Regions from separate parts of the Mus musculus genome. Here region 2 is linked to region 1. Evidence: chromatin contacts called from public ChIA-PET data. All regions are on one chromosome and are shown on one strand. Each heading gives the region's core, a stretch centred on a gene start, on an enhancer-like site or on the middle of the called end of the contact. The rest is flanking DNA. Distances are from core to core; before and after follow the strand shown. Region 1 has its middle 33 kb from the start of Gm41164. Region 2 overlaps Mtmr6 (myotubularin related protein 6).

Region 1 (6,629 bases), core at 2,374-4,873:
TTGAGAGTAATTAATGAGACATTAATTTGATTAATGTCTGAATTGTTATATTTGGGTGCAAGCCTGAAAATCTGCATTTAAAGCAGTGGAAATGATTCAACTAGCATGTGTGTGTGTGTGTGTGTGTGTGTGTGTGTGTGTGTGTGTGAGAGAGAAAGAGAGAGAGAGAGAGAGAGAGAACGATCAGAGGTGAAAACCAAGGCTTTATGCATGCTAGGCAAATGCTCTACCCCTGAACTACATCCTCAATACAATTCAAGTACGTTCATCCTTTAATACAGTGAGGTGCTAGATCATGGGGAAGCACAGTAGCCTGGCCCTAAGGAGCCCTCACCATCTGCACCGAGAAACACTGCTTTCTATGCTAACAGAGTGCCTGACACAGCATTTATGTTCACCAAGTGTTCATTCATTTAACAAATTCATTAGCAAATTCATTCATCAACAAATCCCAAGTCACTAACAGCCACTACACACAGAATTAAAGCATCTAGGCTGCTGAGACGGCTCAGTGGGTACAGATGCTTGACACCAGGCCTGACAACCCTGACACCTAGAAGGTAGAAAGAGAGAACCAAATCTCACAAGTTGTCCACCCATGGTCCATGGTACATACCTGCCTTTCCCACAAGTCCCAATACATGTAAAGCCAAGGTTTTAAGAAAAAAACCACACCAAACCTTCTAAGCCTCGAGGGATAGGCAGTAACACCCATTGGCTGCAATGTCACCTCAGCTTTATTGTGGCATTGGCTAGTAGGCCTTAAAAATGTCTATGAGAAAAATTAACTGGTTCTTTGTCTTACTTGGTTTTTGTTATTGTTTGTTTTTGTTTTTCCTGACAGGGTTTCTCTATGTATCCCTGGCTGTCCTGGAACTCACTCTGTAGACCAGGATGGCTTTGAACTCACAGAGATCCACCTGCCTCTGCTACCCCAGTGCTGGGATTAAAGGCATGCGCTACCACTGTTGGCTTCTCTGTCTCATTTGTATAGTACCCTAGCCTTGCAGATTTTAACTCATACAGTTCTAAACCCCTCCCACCATACTAATTATTCTTCCTTTAACAGACTTTCTTAGCTCCTTCCTTTATGTGCTTCAAGAAGTTCATGATTCTCAAATATGGAGCTAATGATTCCCTGCCTAGCATATAACTTCCTGTGTGGTTGAACCCTCAGGAGTGCACTAGGGGGAGACTTTGATCTCCTGTAACAATGTCTCTAGCATTGTTCCAGAACCATGAGGGATCTAAGTCAAATAGGTCAGATGAAATGTCCTTGAACGATTTCAAACTCTACAGATTAATGGAAGCACTCACTCCAGGCCTCCACTGAGAACTGCTCTCCTTGGGGTCAGGCTGCTGTGCCTCCTGTTGATCTTGCTTCACACTGTGTTAATGGATACAACGTCAAAGTTGGATTCAGGAGGTAGCTCAGGAGTAGAGCAGTCATCCAGCATGCATGAGGACCTGGATTCTGTCTCCAGCATAGAATCATCATCACGCTTATGAAGATAGTGTTAAGAGGGAGTGAGCACAAATACTGAAATGAGTTGGGCGCCTTTGACAGGATGGAGGACGAGGTGATGATAAATACCACTTCCTTGTCTGCAGATAAGAGCAAAATTGCTTGCCTTTGCTTATCCTCCGTTCATAGACAGTGAGACACCAAGATCCAATCCCCTGGAGAGTGTGATCTTAAAACTCATGGTTTTCTACTCAAGTTCACATTTCCCCTCCTTGGCTTTATGTATTTAAGTGTGCTAGAGCCCACCCCACCCCCGCCCCAAGGCTCTGTGATAAGACTGGGAAATACCCTCTGATGGAGAGGTTCTCTGTACAGTGAACCTCTGGTTGAGGGGTGGGCAAGTGCACCGGAACCAACGGTGGGACTGCAGGTGGGAGCTTTCATGTGCTCATGTTGGAAAGGCTCCCACATCCTGGCTAGGACACATGACTGTTCCAAATTTCATGCCCCCACTGTTATCAGTCATGCAGAGACTTTGGGCATTTGTCCCCAGGGACCTGCATTCTTGTTAACATCTCCTCAGAGCTCCGATCACTTCGCTCCAGATGTCTTGATTTTAAACATGGAGAAAAGTTTGATTGCCTAGTGTAGGGGAGCAAAGAGTCTCCTTGGCTCGCTCTTCACTAGGGTCACAGCTAAGGTCCCCCACCACAAAAGACAGACCAACAAGAGAGAAGCATACACCTGTCCAGGACACAGGAGCCTTCAGAAATAAAGATGGATAAACTCGTGTGTTTTACATTTGGACGAGATGAGTGTGGTCATGGAGAAGTGTGGCTGACAGGAAAGGATGCTGAGATGAGTTTGCTGATGGTAATGGATTTGCTGAATTAGCCAGGGCTGTCTGCTTAGATTCCTTGGGAGTTTCTTTTCTTCTGGCTGGCGAAAGGGCGTCTCTCTCACGAGGGTCTTCCTGCTAGGAGGGAAAGGGGCAGGAGAGGTCAGAATGACCTTCCTTGCTTCTCTGGTTTCTCAAGGTTAGGATGCTGCATTTGGGAGTAGCACAGCGTGAACCCTGTCTGCTAGCTTAGATGCTGTCTTGAGGACCATGAAGCATCCTCTGTATATGCAGTGCACAGTGTTCCTACCTTCGCATTATCATTGTGGGAGGCACTGCGTAACAACAGCTGAAGTGCTTTATCCTGGCTGTTGATTTTAGCCCTGCTTTATCTCTGCTCCATGAGAGAGCAGTGGGGTTGAGGACCTGAAGGCAGACTTCCTCTACAGTCTAGGTTTTCTGCTCTACCTGCTGTGGGAGCTCAGAGTTGACAATGTTTCCTTACAGGGCCTTTAAAAGTAGAAACAAAATATGTTATACTTGGCACCTACTAAGTCAGCTGCATGTGTGGCCTTATGTCTCGTGTGCTGCTCAGTTTTCCAGGGTCCTTTGGCTGTGTGTGTTCTGTCACAGAGGGAAGGAACAGGAGGTAAAGCAGGGAGCAGATCACAAACCAGGAGCCAGAGGTTGCAGTAATGCTCAGTGTACCTCCCTCATCACTCAGGCTGTGTGCTGGGTGACAAAAGTGCTGGGATTTTAACAGATAGAGGGCTGGCGAGATGGCTCAGTCCGGAAATGTGTCTGCTGTCAAGCCTGAAGCCCCAGTAATCCTCTAACCTCTACATGTGCCATAGCACAAGCATGTGTATATGTGCACACACACACACACACACACACACACACACACACACACACTTAAAATGAAAAACTTTAAAATCTGTCATGTCACAGACAAGCAGATGGCAGTGCTTGAGAGCCAGCAGCAGCCAGGGGCTTAGTTAGCCATCAACTATAAGGTACTTAGTTCAAACCTCTCTTATTTAGGAAGCATGTTGGATTAGAACTAGAAGATGGGATGGTAGGAAATGGAGCATGGAGCGAGCTGTAATCTGGCAGGAACATCCTGGGATAAGGTGCCAGGGACACGTGCCCTGCATAGGTCCTGGAACTCTGCATTTTCTAACAATCAATAAAGATGATCTTGAATGGAGCAAGGAACTGAGACAGACTGCATAATTCTAGAAGGCATGTGCACTTACGTCATGTTAGCTGGTCTTTGTGGTTCACCGCATCCTAGGCTCAACTGAAGGTTTCTAGATAAACACAGTCACATGCGTATCCTGGAAGATACAGTTTGGGGCATCATTTTGAAATCTGAGTGGGGGACTGTATAGAGTTCACTTTTGAGTTTATTCCTTTCCACATGTCAAAATCATTTGAAGAGCCGAGCAGTGGTGGCGCATGCCTTTAATCCCAGCACTTGGGAGGCAGGGGCAGGTGGATTTCTGAGTTTGAGGCCAGCCTAGTCTACAGAGTGAGTTCCAGGACAGCCAGGGCTACAAAGAGAAACACTGTCTTGGGAAAAAAATCATTTGAAGAAAAAGAGCTTTGATATAGGCAAGCAGGTCGTACAGCTGGACCACATGTGATCAGAAACAGTGAGCTGAGCAAACCCAGAGGGCCTGTGGCTGGGACAGGGGCTGAATAAGGGGTTTCTGTCTCCCTGGATATTGTGTTGAATAGTATTTCTATATCAATGTCACATCTCCAGGATTGTCACATAGCAAAAGGGATGTGCTTGTAGATGAGATCTTACAAACATAAAATTTGGGGTAATAACTAAAGTGGGTCTAATGTTTAATCTATAAAGAGTTATGTTGTAATAAACACAGTCCCATGAAGCCTCAGGAAGTACTTGGGGAAGGCACTGTGGTGGGAGTGGGTGCCAGGGCAGGTGTAACTCCACAACGACCTGAAAGTGCCACCTTCTCTCAGGAAGCTGGGGATCGAAAGGACACGTGTAACTTAGGATTTAAAATGGCACAGCTACAAAAATTCTGTACGTATCCTCTACAAAAGCATATCCATGGGGATAACTACTGGTTTTGATTATGTTTTTCTTCCATTTACAAACTTTAGATTCAATTTCCTGGACTTATGATCTTACCATGAAGTGTAGTATATGCTGGATTGACAAAGAACTCCCCCTTCCCCTGTGTACACATATGTGTATTCGCATGTGCATATAGAGGCTAAAGTTTAATACTTAGGGGCTGCGCCCTTGCTCTTTGAGACAGGCTTACAATTCACCAAGTAGACTTTGCCTCCTGCCTCCACCTCTTCAGCACTGGGATTCCAATCATGGGCCACCTTGCCCAACATTTTAGTCCAGGGAAGCTGGGGATTTTGCACATGGATGCAGGCCCTCATGGGTATGCTACAAGCAATGTTACTGGCTAAGAATCTTTAGAATTCCCCCATTCTTCTAAAAATAAATTAACTATGTGGCAACTTAAAAATTACACAAGCAATACTACACCTTACATGCATGGAACTGGAAACAGCAGAGCAAACAAACAAATAATCACTGGAGGCTGAACAAGTAACTCAGCGGCAGGGAACTTGCCTTGCATGCACAAGACACTGGCTTCCATCTCAGCACAGCAGAAGCCAAACAAGTGAGCAAGCGAAGAGCCTGCAGTGACTCTGAGGGCTGCCGTAGGATGCTCTGGGCATGAAACAAGTGTGTGCAGGCATTTGTTACGGAACGGGTCTCAGAGAGGCAGGATCTTGCTTAAGTTCCTTTTGGGAGTAGCTAAGTAGACTCCTTTTTCTTCTCTTCCTACTCTCTTTCTCCTCCTCTTCCAGCACCTCTTCCTACCCCCTCTTCCTCCTCTTCCTTCCTCCTTTCTCCTCATTGCCCTCCTCTTCCTCTCCTGTCCTCCCTTCCCCCTTTCTCCTCCTCTTAGGTAACCCATTTTTTGTATGATGGAGCACCTAGAACCAATCCTTGTTCTACGTCCTCCTTACCCTACTCTCACGAGTTACAAGTGACAATATGAATACGATTAGAAAGCCATGGATATATATAGGATTCAGCTTCTGGTTTTTAGAGAAGGCAAGAGATGCTGCACCAGTCTGTTTTCTGTTCCTGTGGAGAACTGCTTGAGACTGGGTGGTGTACTAAGGAGGTGAATTAAACTCGGAGTTTTTGAGTTCAAGGCCTAGCTAGAGCTACCTTGGCTGTGTCACCTCTTGGTGGAGAACATCACAACAGCAGGCATCTCCTTTTTAAAAGGCTTGTTATTTAACTACAGTATTACTTAAACAGGCAGAATAGTTATGAATAGAGGACACATGTATAAAAGATTCCTTAAGGATTTGAAGCATACAGAGGCTTTTCTGAAGACACACCTTATTGATTTCAGTAATGTATTTTGGCATAAGCATTTGCCTGGTATACCTATAGGATGAGTTATTTTAAACGCATTGATGTAGCGTTGGAAGTTTGTTTTATTATCTTTATGCATGCTTGCATGCATGCGCGCGCTCGTGTGTGTGTGTGTGTGTGTGTGTGTGTGTGTGTCTGAGGACAGCCTTTGGTGACAGCCTTTGCTTTCCTCATTGTTTGACACAGGATCAGCTGTTGTTTGCTGCCGTGCACACCAGGCTAGCTGGCCCATGATCTTCTGGGGATTCTCCTGTCTTTACCTCTCATCTCTCTGTGGGACTGCTGAGATTACAGATGTGAGCCAGCTGTGCAGCCTTATGTGGGTTCTGGGGATCTGAGCTCGGGTTTCCCACATTCGTACTTGTCAAGTGACACTTAAGACCGAGGTGCTCTTGTCTGTTTTAAAATGTGTTTGTATGATTCAGTCTAAAGAGTGGAGCTGAGCTTTGGATTTTATTGTATATTTATTCCTGTTTTTTGAAGGTCATACTGGTCCGTTGTGGAGAGGTGAGCGAGATATTCTACTATAAATCCAAGATTCACATTAAACTCATGATGTTTTTCTCTGCTTCAGATTCTCAAGTGCTAAGACTGCAGGCATGTGCCCTCCCTATTTTTGTGACAGTCTCTGAGAGTACACGTTTCTACTTTTTCGTTGGAAACTTTATTACTCATTGCCATTCTTAAGTCATTCCGATCTAAAGGAGCAGGTGTATCCTCACTGTTACAATTTGTGTATTGTTGACCACTGTTGAGTGGAGTAACACTTAATATGTTCATGGTGGTGTGTTTCTTGGAAGGTCAGTTGCTCAACACAGATCTTTCCTTTCAGCAAGGTAACTTAAGGTCTCCTGGAAGCTCACTTTCAAGCAGGC
Region 2 (6,629 bases), core at 2,917-5,416, 140 kb before region 1:
CTCCAGTTTCAGAGATCTGATGCTCTCTTCTGTACTTCAAGGGCACCAGAATTCATATATACCCTGACACAGAAATACACCCATATACATAAAAACAATAGATCTTAAAAACAAAAAAAGAAAACAACTCAGCCAATGAATGGACCTATACAGTTCAAACCTCACATGTTATTGAAGCATCCACTGCATGTTAGCTGCACATGTACACATACACATTACTTACAAGTATGCCTGTAAGGCAGTATTTGGACATATATACAAAATATTTGCATAACTAGAGTGCAATGTTTAAGGTTACAAAAAAATTCCCTACCTGTAATTTGGCATTAAAAGGCTATGGAATATATTATACAATCCATACGATTGCTAATATGTACAAATGTTACCTTGACTTTTAAAAAAAACTTTTAAAGGAACAAAGAGACATTTTCTAAATTTTTCCAGAGTTTTAAAAAGTCTGGTATTCTACATAACTTCATATTACAAATGATATAAATTATTCATAGAAGAGAAAAGTCACTTAAAAACAGAAACAAAATGTAACTGATCTCTGATGCCTGTAATCCCAGCTCTCCAGAAGATAAAGGAAGTTCAAAGCCTGCCTGGGATACATAGCAAGGTCTTGTCCAAAACAAAAACAACAAAGACAAAAAACTAACAAAAAACTGGTTGAGATAAATAACCAGAGATTAAATAACCAGCCTACTGTTATGCAAAAGTAAACCGTCCACCTTACCCAGGTTTCTTTTTGCTGAGCGTCAATAAATAATAGGTGTGTGGCCGTAAGATACAGTGTTCCTGTCAGTGACTTGTTGTTGGTACTAAACCGGTCAAGTAACTTTACTTGTTCAACCTAAGAAAGAAAAAAAATGTTATTTTTCATATCAAAATTAGGGTATTTTTTATTTCTGTTGCTGTGATAAAGCATTCTGACCAAAAGCATCTTAGGGGAGGAACAGGTTTATCTGGCTTATCCTTCCAGGTCACAGTCCATCATTGAGGGAAGTCAGGGCAGAAACCTGAAGCAGAAACCACCGAGGAGCACTGCTTGCTGGCTCACTCTGTGGACTCCTTTCGTGATCATAGGCTCGTGCTTAGAGTGCTTGCTTACACAGCCCAGTATCATCTGCCCAAGGAATGGTGCTGCCCAGTGTACATGGCATCAATCATTATTAGTTAACAATCAAGACAACCCCTCACAAACAGACCCACAGGTCAACCTAATCTAGGCAATTCCTCACTTGAGGTTTCTCCTTTCAGATAACCCTAAACTGAGTTAAGTGGACTATTAAAGCTAGTCATCACAGTGGTATAATTATTTTTTTCTAATCCCAGGAACTACATGCATCATTATCATATTTTTCCTCGTTTTTTGTCCCTCAAACACAAGAAGTTGCTTAATATTTAGGGTAAAGTATTTCTGTCTCTTGATGGAACACATACACACAAATATTTAGAATCTAATAAAATCTACGAAAGATTTTAAGAAACACCAACACTGTACAAGGATCAAGAAATGCAGTGTGACGCCAAGATCTTTTCACACCTAAGAGCCCATTTTATAAAGAAAGCACCTATAGTATCTGTTGGGTAGCAGTTTCCATACTTAAGGAAAGCTCCTTAATCAGGAAGGTAAACAACTCAAAATAGCTTCAGGAAGTCCCTGAAACTGACCAGATTCTCTACAGCTCCCTCCCAAAGTAGACAGTAAAGCTGCCAAGAGGCATCTGCAAACTGCACAGATTCTGAGACCAGACCCACACAACCTGGAAGAAGTAGAAAACAGGAAGCAGCTGACCTACCTAGAAAAGGTTTAGAGCAACTAATTCACTTAAATGGGACACTCTCCAACCTGTTGCGCTGCCTGCGGGCTGTGCAGTGAGTTCCAAGTTCCCAGCTTTGTGCAATGTAATGAGTCCTGGGGTGGGCTTTGGTGATGCAGCTGTCTTGGAGTCATGTGTGATTTTATAAGTAACCCCTCACCCATATTCCTGTAACTCCTATAAAATGCATGGTTCACCAAATTGGACTTTGGTTACATTTACACTGTGTTCTGTTTCGGGCTCCCTATCTGGAGTGAGCAGAGATGTGTGTAGTGACTCCTCAAGTTCTGTTATACAATACTATCCAATTTTATCTTAAGTGGAAATTCAAGTAATCACATAAAATTCTAGAAGTACACTACTGAGAAAATTAACTCAGAAAACAGCTTGTAAGCTCCAGCTTACGGCCTATATTCCCCTCGCGGCTGTACTAAACACAGCAGCTGTGCAGCTAGCTCTGACTCTTGTTCTCCAAGACTGTCCTCTGCTCAGCCCAGTGGCAAGCCTGCTCCTGGACTCACTGATGCCCCACCTTCTAAGGTAAATCTTACTTTGAAAGTTAATTTGTTACTTATGTCACTTTGTCTCTTTGTTTGCCAAGTTCCCTGGCACAAAGTATCCTAAGTTTCATTGGTCTCCTATAGTGCCTACCATGGTAAGAACACATAATTGTAACAGTATTAATGTACACACACACACACACACACACATACACACACACACACACACACAGAGAGAGAGAGAGAGAGAGAGCTGCCACAGAAATGCAGAACGGGATCAGTACAAGTCAGGAGACTACAGCTTTAAAATTTAATATCATTCATCTTATAGAAAAGGAAAAGGAAAACAAATGTTATTTATTAATGTAGTTTTTAATGTACACTGACATCACAGGAGGTTGTGGACAGTTCTTTAAATTGTGTAGATCTTCAAATCAGAGCTCACTATTGTATCATTAATTCTTTCTTCTTCTCCTCCTCCTCCTCTTCCTTCTCCTCCTCCTCCTCCCCTCCCTCTCTTCTTCCTCCTCTTCCTTCTCATCCTCTTCCTCCTCTTCCACCTCTTCCCCCTCTTCTTCTTTTTTGGTTTTTCTAGACAGGCTTTCTCTGTGTACCCCTAACTGTCCTAGAATTTGATCTTTAGACCAGGCTGGCCTTGAACTAAGAGATCTGCCTGACTCTTCTTCCCCAGTGCTAAGATTAAAAGCATGCACCACCACACCTGGCTTTTATCATTAATTCTATACTTTCCAGATATATTTATTTTTGTCTAAACATCTAAAGAAGAAAATACTACCATTATGAAATGATTATTCCCAAAGTAATCAATAGCCACCACTTAAGATCAGCTTCTCACCCTTCTCCATTCCCTATTTCTTACTACCATGGTGCAAATTCTCGATTGTAACATCATCGTTTAAATAAGTTAAAACTTATGTGTAACTTAAAAAATGCGGTATAAGATTTTATTTGCATGGCTAAGATAATCAATTTAGTAAATTTAGATAATAAATTTACTTCCCACTGGAAACTCAGAAATATGGTCTGACATACAGCTCAGGACTGCCAGTGGATCTGGTATGTAACAAGTGTTCATTTGTACATTGACATCAAGAACACAGAGGAGACTAGTGTGGTTGTGCATTGGGAAGGCTGTGGAAAGAGAATCATGGGTTCAACGTCAATGGCAAGGGATGGAGGTGGGGGCAGGGAGGAGTAGGAAAGCTTTCTGCTCCCTAAAGGTATCTTTTGAAGGTCAATATTTATTTCAATGTTTAGGGCCAATTCTTCCTCAAGTTAAAAAAAAAAAATACACACACACACACATATGGCTTCATTTAGCTACACTGAAAATTGGAACTTCAATTTAAATATATTTAAAGATAAACAGGACCAACTCCTTAACTCTCCAATTGTCCAGAATTGTCAACACCACACCAGGCTCCCCTGTGTTCTTGATGTCAATGTAAAATGGTCACTTGTTAAGTGTCAGATCTACGGTCAGACCTGAGCTGTATGTTAGACCATATTTCTGAGTTTCCAGTGTAAAGTAGCTATACTAAATTTTTTGTCTTAACTATGCAAATAAAATCTTATATTACGTTTCATTTTTAGTTACATTGGCTGGAAAGGGGCACAGCCAACCAGTAACAATGACCAGAACACAACAGGCACTCTGAACTGACTTCCTTTAAGAAGAACAGTAGTGACCATGCATGGAGCTAAGTGTTATGGGAAAGTACCAAGACCACTGGGAAGATCAATGATTTGTAGGACTTCAAAGAGCGCCTCAGAAAAATAAAAAAGGGTTTCCAGGGTGGGGCTATGAACAAACAGGAAGTCAGCTTTAAGGGAAGTCCGTGAGAAGCTTCTTGGTTTGTAAATCCCTAAAAGACAGTAAATTCGTCTCACCCAACCTCAAATGGAGGGACATGTTTTCTGTAAGGTACAATCACTTACAAAGCTCGTTGCTATTGGAGACAATCTCACAGCTTTCATTCCAGTCCTCCTGGTCCTTCACAGCTCTGTTTTCCCAGTACATACTATGTCCTATGCTGCACTGGTCTCCTGCAGTGCCCGAGGCAGGGAAGTACAGATTATGTCTCTACCAAAACTAGTGCACATCGAGAGCCAGTCTCAAAAATAGGAAACAAGACAGGAAGGCATCTTACACACCAGATGGGGATTCATCTGCTATTCGCTATTGCTTTTGCTCAAGGGTCCACTCCCCTTTGGGGCGAAGTGTCAGGGAGGTCGTTCTGCCAGGTAGCCCAGGAGGCCTTGGACATTTTCAGCCTCTTGCTGCAGCCTCCTGTGACTGGGATGGAGGCATGACAGGCAGGCCCCACCTTGGGCAGCTAAGGCTCCATTCTCTATATGCATCTTATTTATTATCATTACTTCAGCCTTTTGCTAATGATCCCTGGTATCTGACTGAACTCTGAGTTCTTACTGTCTGCTATCCATGTAAGAATATTTCCTGACATAGTATTATGATGAATGCCTGACATAAATTATTAATTTTCATTTTCACAGCCCCAGTAGCACCTATAACCTAAAGACAACTGGACACTACATAGAATCAGGACAGGAGTTCCAACCTTGTGTTGTCTGATTCCCAACTGACCACTTAGCCAGGTATTATGCTATCTGCACTTGAACATCTTAAGAATTAAAACGTGCTCATTTCCCTCCTTCCTCTCATTTTGCATTTTATATGTGACTTATGTCACACCATCCACATTAAGTCAAAAGCACTGGAAATCATCCTACTGACGTCTTGACTCAACTACTCAGCTACTTCAAGCTCTGCTCCTTCCACCAAAATCAGAGTACTCAGTATGCTAAAACAAAAGCCTGTTCAAGGGTCTGTTTCTCCCGCTAAAAACTATACATACCTCAGGACAAGCACTGTCTGTCTTCCTTTCTGAGTCCCTCCTGGTGGCGAGAATAGTGTTTGATACAATGGAGGTTTACTCACTCCAGATGAACTGCCACGGAGAACTTACTTCTCATAATGGAAAACAGATGGAAGATGCCCAGTATAGCAGTGGCCCTTTGCTGACATCATTAAAGGGATTTATAAAATAGGACTCTTCTTTATCTCATTATTCTGTTATTTTCCCATGCTGCCTTTACCTTCTACAGTGGCTGACCAGAAAATATTCATTCAGGAATCCATGTATGAGCCATAAATTAAAAATAAATAGAAAAACTACTAGGCTTCAGATTGTTGAACTTACTCTACTGTCTGTCTGTCCATCTATCTATCCACCTATTTACTCTGGTAATACAGTTCTTACTGGGAAGTCTAATTCTCTGTCCTCGCATTATTACACAGAGAAAAATTCTGTTTTAGAGTACTCTAGAATACTTTACAAGTGTTTTCTCGGAGCACTATGGAGAACTATGGGATTCTTATGGGTCTACATCAAGGTGAAAATTCCAGTTGAAAATGATGTAATGATCTATATGCACATTTCCTGACCTCAAAGTTAGATCTTTAAATTTGGTTGGCTCTGTTCAAGATTCAAGGTCCAGTTGTTCATTGGAATAACCTCCCAAACTGCAAAGGTGCCAGTCCCCAGCCTCACCCCAACTCTACCATGTGATGGAGGAATAGGACCACGACAGTATTTCAGAAGCTCTGCTCATTCTTACTCAACAACCGTCTTTCTACTCTGCAGTCTGGATTCTCCACTGCTCCTCCTCAATTCACACTGCTCCTCCCCTGTCTACCTTTAGACTAGTGCCCTAAATACTTAAGGCTCAGCATGGCCAAGTCTCCCACTTTTTAAATAGTTTTATTATAATGTTAGCCCTTTAAACAAACACCCACAGGCATGCACACTCACTCCAAGTTCTTGAACATGTACATAAATACACAGTATTAAGAAAAGGGTAACTTAAGGTTAACCTATTTGCTCTCATTCCATTGTCTTTTAAATAAAAGCAACTACTCCTAAGAGAGGAACAGATTAGATAATGAATGCCAAGTGTTCTACGTACCCTTTGTGCCCTATAAACAGAAGCAACGAGATGCTGAAATAAACTAAATAAATGTTTTCAAAAATTACTGCAGTTATCTGGTAAGGCAGCTTGAGGCTGCTAGTTCTCATTTTAACTAAGTTCAAAGTGAGAAAGGAGCCAGGTGGTGGTGGCGGGGCGCACGCCTTTAATCCCAGCACTTGGGAGGCAGAGGCAGGTGGATTTCTGAGTTCGAGGCAAGCCTGGTCTACAAAGTGAGTTCCAGGACAGCCAGGGCTATACAGAGAAACCCTGTTTCAGGAAACAACAACAACAAAAC

The links. ChIA-PET counts read pairs in DNA pulled down with a chosen protein or histone mark.
Region 2: a contact with region 1 is called in an RNA polymerase II ChIA-PET map of memory CD8 T cells, with 15 read pairs. The contact joins two enhancer-like sites. A contact is called at or near these places in 1 of 484 Hi-C or Micro-C datasets (CD4 T cells), 2 of 115 datasets of contacts at active chromatin or transcription factors (CD8 T cells and memory CD8 T cells) and 1 of 9 other capture datasets (adipose tissue).

What each region holds. Positions count from the first base shown.
Region 1 is chr14:60,126,680-60,133,308 of GRCm38.p6, reverse strand. No RefSeq gene overlaps it. Among named protein-coding and RNA genes, the nearest start is that of Gm41164, 33 kb to the left of the region's middle. Within about 2 kb of position 3,623, at least 61 of the 459 cell types and tissues checked have an H3K27ac peak or open chromatin away from gene starts, as enhancers often do. A contact at or near this core is called in memory CD8 T cells, where this site is marked.
Region 2 is chr14:60,271,353-60,277,981 of GRCm38.p6, reverse strand. Mtmr6 (myotubularin related protein 6) reads right to left here. Exons shown (of 14, transcript NM_144843.4): 2 at 737-853. Among named protein-coding and RNA genes, the nearest start is that of Mtmr6, 9.5 kb to the right of the region's middle. Within about 2 kb of position 4,166, at least 39 of the 459 cell types and tissues checked have an H3K27ac peak or open chromatin away from gene starts, as enhancers often do. A contact at or near this core is called in memory CD8 T cells, where this site is marked.